Regions from separate parts of the Ovis aries genome. Here region 2 is linked to region 1. The links are chromatin contacts, called in public Hi-C maps. All regions are on one chromosome and are shown on one strand. The core of a region is the stretch at or near the end of the contact, and the rest is flanking DNA. Distances in the headings are between cores, read along the strand shown.

What was found. A called contact is a pair of places that touch in the nucleus more often than the background predicts.
Region 2: a Hi-C map of liver shows a contact between it and region 1, with 2.2 times the contacts expected there. The contact joins the enhancer-like site here to the promoter of PPM1F in region 1. A contact is called at or near these places in 4 of 16 Hi-C or Micro-C datasets (blood, hypothalamus, liver and 1 more).

Annotation. Positions count from the first base shown.
Region 1 is chr17:72,007,386-72,010,662 of ARS-UI_Ramb_v3.0, forward strand. PPM1F (protein phosphatase, Mg2+/Mn2+ dependent 1F) reads left to right here and starts at 1,658. Exons shown (of 8, transcript XM_027956865.3): 1 at 1,658-1,722. TOP3B (DNA topoisomerase III beta) reads left to right here. Exons shown (of 18, transcript XM_042234176.2): 18 at 1-792.
Region 2 is chr17:72,049,962-72,053,285 of ARS-UI_Ramb_v3.0, forward strand. All of the region lies in intron 2 of MAPK1 (mitogen-activated protein kinase 1), which reads left to right. Among named protein-coding and RNA genes, the nearest start is that of MAPK1, 16 kb to the left of the region's middle. Within about 2 kb of position 1,445, at least 5 of the 54 cell types and tissues checked have an H3K27ac peak or open chromatin away from gene starts, as enhancers often do. A contact at or near this core is called in liver, where this site is marked.

The DNA.
Region 1 (3,277 bases), core at 408-2,907:
GGCCGCACGGGAGGCTCCTTTCCCAGCAGTAGAGCCAGGGCTGGAGCTGAGGCGGGCGGGATGGGGTGGGAGGAGCAGACACCAGCCACAGGGCGGGTCAGCTCCTGGGTGTGGGGTTGGCCCGGTGCCCGCTGGAGGAGGCACACTGCTGGCCAGGCAGCACGCCTTGCTTCCCCACCACCTCCCGGTGCTGGCCTTGGCATCAGTGCTCTGAGGGGTCTTGTGTGGGCCTGCCCGGGAGCCCCTCACCCACACGGTGGTCCTCAAACCTCATACTTGTTCTGGGTACACTTTGAGAAACACAGGCAGAGTCTCACAACAGCCCAGGAGGGTAGGTTGGCACCTGTTGATCCCCTTTTTCCTGATACGGAAACGACATGGGACAGCTAAGGAACATGTTAAAGGTCACACGTCACAAGCACTTAACCACAGCCTTGCTGGGGTCACCATGCTGACTTGCAGCTGGGGTTGGGTTACAGGGTCTAGGAAGGCCTGAGGAGAAGGGGCCCCACCCTGCCTTCTCTGCCCAGATGCCCACTGCCTTCTAGATCCTCCCGTACCCAGTCTCTGTCCTTCCAATCCGGCCCACTCATAGTTCTCCAGACTCCTGGTAGTGAATCTTAGTTCCTGGGCCGGGCACAGGCCGTGTGCCCACCCGGAGGTCAGGTGGGCAGGGCTCCAGTGGGGCTTCTGAGGGCTCTTCCAAAAAAGGTTATATTATGCTTCACAACTGCGTTGATATAAAGATGAACATATTCATGTTACATATTAAAACGTTTTCTTTGACCTAAACGTTCTTTATCTTTCGGTGTTAAAATACTTCCAGGGAATTCCATGGCGGTCCGGTGCTTAGGACTCCCCACTTCCATGGCCGGGGACGTGGTGGGTCCCCGGTCGGGGAAGTAGTATCCCACAAGCTGTGTAGAACGGCCCCCAGTTTTCTCCTTTGGCCTCTAGGGTGGCAGAGAAGCGGCCCCCCGAAGGCGTCCGGGTCCTGGGCCCTGGAACTGTGCTGCTCTTAGATGACCTGGTGACGAGGAGCCAGGGCTGCAGGCTGAATTAGGGCTGGTCATCTGACTTTAGAACAGATAACCCTGGGTCATCTGGGTGGCCCAAAGTCATCACAAGGGTCTTCTTGGCTCTGAAGGTAGGGGACCATGAGCTAAAAGAGGCGGGGCAGTTAGAAGCTGAAAAAGGAGGGAAAACAGACTCTCCTCTAGAGTCCCCAGAAGGGAAGGGCACCCTGATGACCGTTGAACGTAGGCCGTTGAGACCCTGCAGGCTTCCGACCTCCAGGCCTGCAGATACTAAGTGTGTCTCAGTTTGTGGCAGTACGAAATTAAGGGTCCCTGAAAGGGTCGTGAGCCCCGGGCAGTGTCGGGTGGCACCCCCGCTCCACAGCCGCTGACCCGCTCTCGACTGTGCAAGCTGCCGAGTGTCTGGGCGCCCCCGAGGAAGGGGTTGCTTTGTCCACCTACCGGGCCGCCGCGGGCGGAGGAGACGCGCGCCCTGCGGCGGCGGCCGCCAGGACGGCCGCCAGGGGGCAGCAGAGGCTGGCCCCGCCGGCCCGTGCCCGACTGCGCCTGCGCCGCGGCCGCACGGGAAGTGGGCGGGGCCGGCCGGAGACGGAGTGGGCGGGGCCGGACGGACGGGAAGTGGGCGGGGCCGGACGGAGCGGCGGGCAGGCGGGCAGGCGGACGCCGAGCGGCCGAGCGGCGGAGGGTGAGGCCGGCAGGGATCGTGGGGCGCGGGGCGCGGGGCAGGGTGCTAACGGCAGGGGTGCGCCGGCGCGGGCAGAAGGGCAGGCTGGGGGGTCGCCAGGGGCTGGGGGCCGCGAGGGGCTGGGGGCTGCAGATCGGGGCCCCGGGGCGGGCCTGGGGGCTGCGCGCCCGGGGGTGCGGCGGGGAGCTCCGGGCCGAGCCGGGGCGCGCGGTGAGGGGCCGAGGCGCAACGCGCCCGCTTGCCCGGGGTCCCGCGCTCCCCTCCGCACCCTGGCCCAAACCCCTACGCCAGCAAGCCCCCCGCACCTCTGCCGGGCCGCAGCTGCGCCCCGGCGGCCCCCGATCCCGGCCCGGCCCCGAGTGTATCCCAGTGTTTCCGTTTCCAGCCAGCCCTCGGGCTGCGTGCAGCGGCGTTAGCCAGACGCGTGTACGATGGAACCTCAGGCGCAGGCCCCGCGCTGCAGCTGTGCGGCTTCAGGCGGGCCCCTCAGCCTCTCTGTGCAGCAGGGGAGTGGCAGCTGGCCGTGGTAGGGGTCTTCGTACCAGGCCTAACAGCACCAGGCCCTCCCGACAGTGCTGGGCCCCGCCCCGCAGCCTGGCACCCAGCGGGGACACGTGCTGAGTGACACACGTCCTCTTGACATACCCTGGGGCAGGCTCCGAGGGCGAGTTGTGCCCCCCGGGGCGCTGGCCGTAGAACTGGAGGCTCATTTCAGCCTTTCCTACCATATCCGGCCGATGGTCACAATCAAGTCTTTTTCCCCTGCCGCTGAACTGGAAATGACAAAGGCCGGGATGACCCCACCTGATTCCGGCCTGGCCGTTTCCTGCCTGTGCAGCCTCCGTGGGGGTTTGCTGGCCCGCCCAGAGCCTGTGTCTTCACTGCAGAGCGGCTGAGTCCAGGCTTGTAGTCAGCACAGTCATGAGAGGTAAACAGGACGCAGACAGCTAGGCCGACCTCCGCAGGCTCATTCCTAGAATTCCTTTCTAATGTGGCCCGGAGCCAGCACTGTCTGTAGGACCTGTCTGCTGCCCACCGCGTTCCACCGAGTGTCTTGGCTTCCTCTTTTCAGGGGCCAGGGCCAGGCCTCAGGCTGCACCTGCAGAGGGTGTTGGGAGGAAGCTGATACCCGCCTCTCTGCCCTCATGTTGCCAGCAGCTGTGTTCAAAGGGGCCTCGCATAGAGGGTGCTGTTACATCCGGAGACCGGGTCGGGGCGGGGGGCAGGTTACAATCTCATGAGAAGTCAACCCCTGAGAGCGGTGTTTGCACAGCGTGAGTGTGCCCAGCGCGGCACAACCGCACGCTTGAGACGAGTGGAAGGATGCGCTGTCCGTCGCGTGTCGCCCTTTGGTCGCTCAGTCGTGTCTGACTCCTGCTGACCCCACGGACTGTCGCCCGCCAGGCTCCTCTGCCCACGGGGATTCCCCAGGCAAGAATACTGCAGTGGGTTGCTATTTCCTTTTCCAAGGGATCTTCCCAACACAGGGATGGAACCCTCATCCCTGGCATTGACAGGTGGGTTCTTTACCACTGAGCCATCAGGGAAGCACACT
Region 2 (3,324 bases), core at 195-2,694, 42 kb after region 1:
ATTTTAAGCCAGTTTTTCCACTCGGCTTTCTCACCCTCATCAAGAGGCTCTTTAGTTCCTCTTCGCTTTCTGTCAGTAAATCAGTAAATATTTATCGTACACTTCCTGTGAGTTAGGAATGGAGGAGTGGGCCTGGTGGGCAGTTCTGGCTCAGGGCCTCCCAGGGTTGCAGCCAGGATTTCAGCTGGGCTGGGGTATCTGCTTCCAGCCACACCCAGCTGACACCTTGGTGCTGCTGTGTATGGTGGGGAGAGCTGAGGGGCGCGGGCTCAGTTCCCCTGTGGAGGCCTGTCTGTCCTCCCCGCATCATGGCTGCTCAGCTCTCCCCAGAGAGCACCTTTCCGTGATCTCTCCTCGGAAGACATTCAGCGCCGCTTCCACCCTGTTTCACTTGGCAAGCAAGTCACTGTATTCCCCGGGAGGAGAACCAGTCACTTGGAGGTTAGGGAAGTCGTCTGTTACATGGACTCACCTAATGGAATTGTAGCTGACACAGCTGTATTTGACTTTTTAAACTCTCTAAAATAGAATAGAGATTTCAGTGAGATGTTGGAAACTTAATATCTGCTGCCTTGAGTGGATACCACATGGTCTTCCCTTGTGGCTCAGCTGGTAAAGAATCCGCCTGCAGTGTGGGAGACCTGGTTTCGATCCCTGGGTTGGGACGATCGCCTGGAGAAAGGAAAGGCTACCCATTCCAGTATCCTGGCCTGGAGAATTCCATGGACTGTATCGTTGAACACAGAGTTGAACACGACTGAGCGACTTTTACTGTGTTTGTAATCTATTTATAAATACTGACATCGTGGATTATTCTGATGGAGCTGTAACGTTCAGTGCTCCTGTCTCCTGTAACTATTTCATCGCAGTGTCTGTTTAACATAATGTCACTTGCCTTCAGTTCAGTGCAGCCACTCAGCTGTGCCCGACTCTTTGCGACCCCACGGACTGTGGCGTGCCGACCTCCCTGTCCATCACCAGCTCCCACAGCTTGCCGGCCGCGTGTGCATCGAGTCGGTGACACTGTCCACCCATCTCGTCCTCCGTCGTCGTCACTTGTCTTAAAATGTGCTGATGATTCTTAGGGCTCTGACTCTTCCATGTGTGAATTTATGTGGCTAAGCTTTAAAGCTGTAGTGCTTTTTATGTGAAGTGTACCACATTTTAATGCCTGCTGACTAGATCTCCAAGGCTCAGCAGAGCTATAAAACGACACAACTCTAGTAAACTACCAGCAGTGCGGCCTCACGGGCTGAGCCCACACGGTGATGCTCAGAGGGCTGCCTGGTGGCCTGCGCACCCCCGCTGGCAGGAGGGCTCTGCTTGCCCTTTGCAGCATGGGCTTCCTTTGCGCCTTCTGTCTTCGCTGTCTCATCTCCAGATAGCAGTCTGCACTCCTCACGCCCACAACCCCTGAGCTCTTTACCCAGCAGAGCCTGAAGGGAGGGGCCGTGGCCACTGGAACTGGTTCTCAGGGTTGGAACTTGTCCCTCGGTTGCACACACGCAGGTCCATAGTCCACTTACGGGCGGGATCAGTGCTCTTTGTAAAGGACACTGCACAGAGCTTCTGGCCCCTTCAGTTGGGTTGGCCAAAAGGCTCATTTGAATTTTTCCTTAATATCATATTGAAAACGCAGAGAACTTTTGGTCAGCCTAATACAGTGTGAGAGTATGGTGAGACCTCTGCATATCAAGAGCAGAGTCCTCACTCGACCGTGCTGGCGCCCTCGTCTCAGACTTGCAGCCTCCAGAACTGTGAGGAACAGGTGTCTGCGGCCTGTGAGCTGCCCAGTCTGTGAAGCAGTGTTTGCTGGTTTTAGCAGCTCACGTATAAGACAACCCCTCTGCTTTCTTTAAAGGTTTTTTTAGTTTTAGTTCTCGCATCTAGGTCTCCACTCCATTTAGAGTTGATTTCTGTCTGTGGTGTGAGGTGAGGGTCCAGCTCCATCCGGCCGCGTGTGGCTGTCCGGTCGTCCCAGCAGCCTTCCTCGAGAAGACTGTCCTTTCCCCGCTAAGCGGTCTTGCCCCTCTTGTGGAGCACCAGCTCGCCGTAGAAATGGGGGTGTTTCCAGACTCCCCTCTGCTCTGTTTCACTGGTCCGTATCTCTTTGTGCCAGCACCACACCCCACACCGACTTGGTTACTTGCTTTGCAATAAATTTTTCAGATGGGCACCGTGGTTCCTGTCACTCTGTCCTTCTTTTGCAAGATTTTCTTGGTTTTTCTGATTCCCTTGCATTTCTACATGAATTTTAGGATCAGCTTGTCAGTTCCTACAAAGAAAAGTCTGGGTTTCTGACAGAGATGGTGTTGAATCTTTACATCAACTCTGAGTGTATTGCCATCTTAACAGTATCTTGTCTCCTGATCCACGAACATGTGATATTTTCCTGTCTGTTTGAATTAAAACTTCCAGCAAAGTGTTCTAGAGTGTAAGTTTGCCTCTCGTTTGTTAAGTTTATCGCTAAGTATCTTATGTTGATGGCACTGTGAGTGGACGTGTTGGTTTTAGTTTTTTCTTTCTTCTGGCCGTGCCAAGTCTCCCTTGCTGCGAGGGCTTTCCTGTAGCTGCGGCGAGTGGAGGCTGCCCTCCAGCTGGGGTGTGCAGGCTCCTCGCTGCGGTGGCCTCTCGTTGCCGGGCACCGACTTTCTGGCCTGCGGGCTTCAGTATTTGCGGATCCCGGGTTCTGTAGGTGTGGCTTAGTTGTCCTGCGGCGTGTGGGATCTTCCCGGAACAGGGGTCGAACGCCTGTCTCCTGCGTTGGCGGGTGGCGTCTAACCACTGCACCACCAGGGAAGCCCTGGAGATGGTTTCTTAATTTCTTTTTTGGAATGTTCATTGGAAATACATACAATTGGTTTTATTGTATATTTTATAAATTAAGCTTGTATTCTTCTACTTTCTGACCTTGTTAATTAATTCTAGTGGTTTTTTAGATTGGATTCCTTAGGATTTTCTGTATATACGATTGTGTCATCTGCAGATAGAGAGAGTTTTACTTCTTTGCTGCTGTGTGCCTTTTATTTAATTTTCTTGCCTACCTTCCCCAGCCGGAGCCTCAAATACTGTGTTGAAGAGAAGGGGTGAGCCAGAGACTCTTGTTTTGTTCCTGATATTAGAGGCCTGCTAAGTGAATAGGGATTTTGTACAATGTTTCTTTTTTATTTCAAATAATAATCATTATTTAAAAGTCACATTCTTACCTTTCTCAAGGTGTGTTAGCCAGTTCTGTGGTGAAAGATATTTTTTATGTATACACACTGCCTAACTTTTTGGAAAAGATAAATGTTTCCGGCCACATCAGGTCTCAGCTGGGCTACC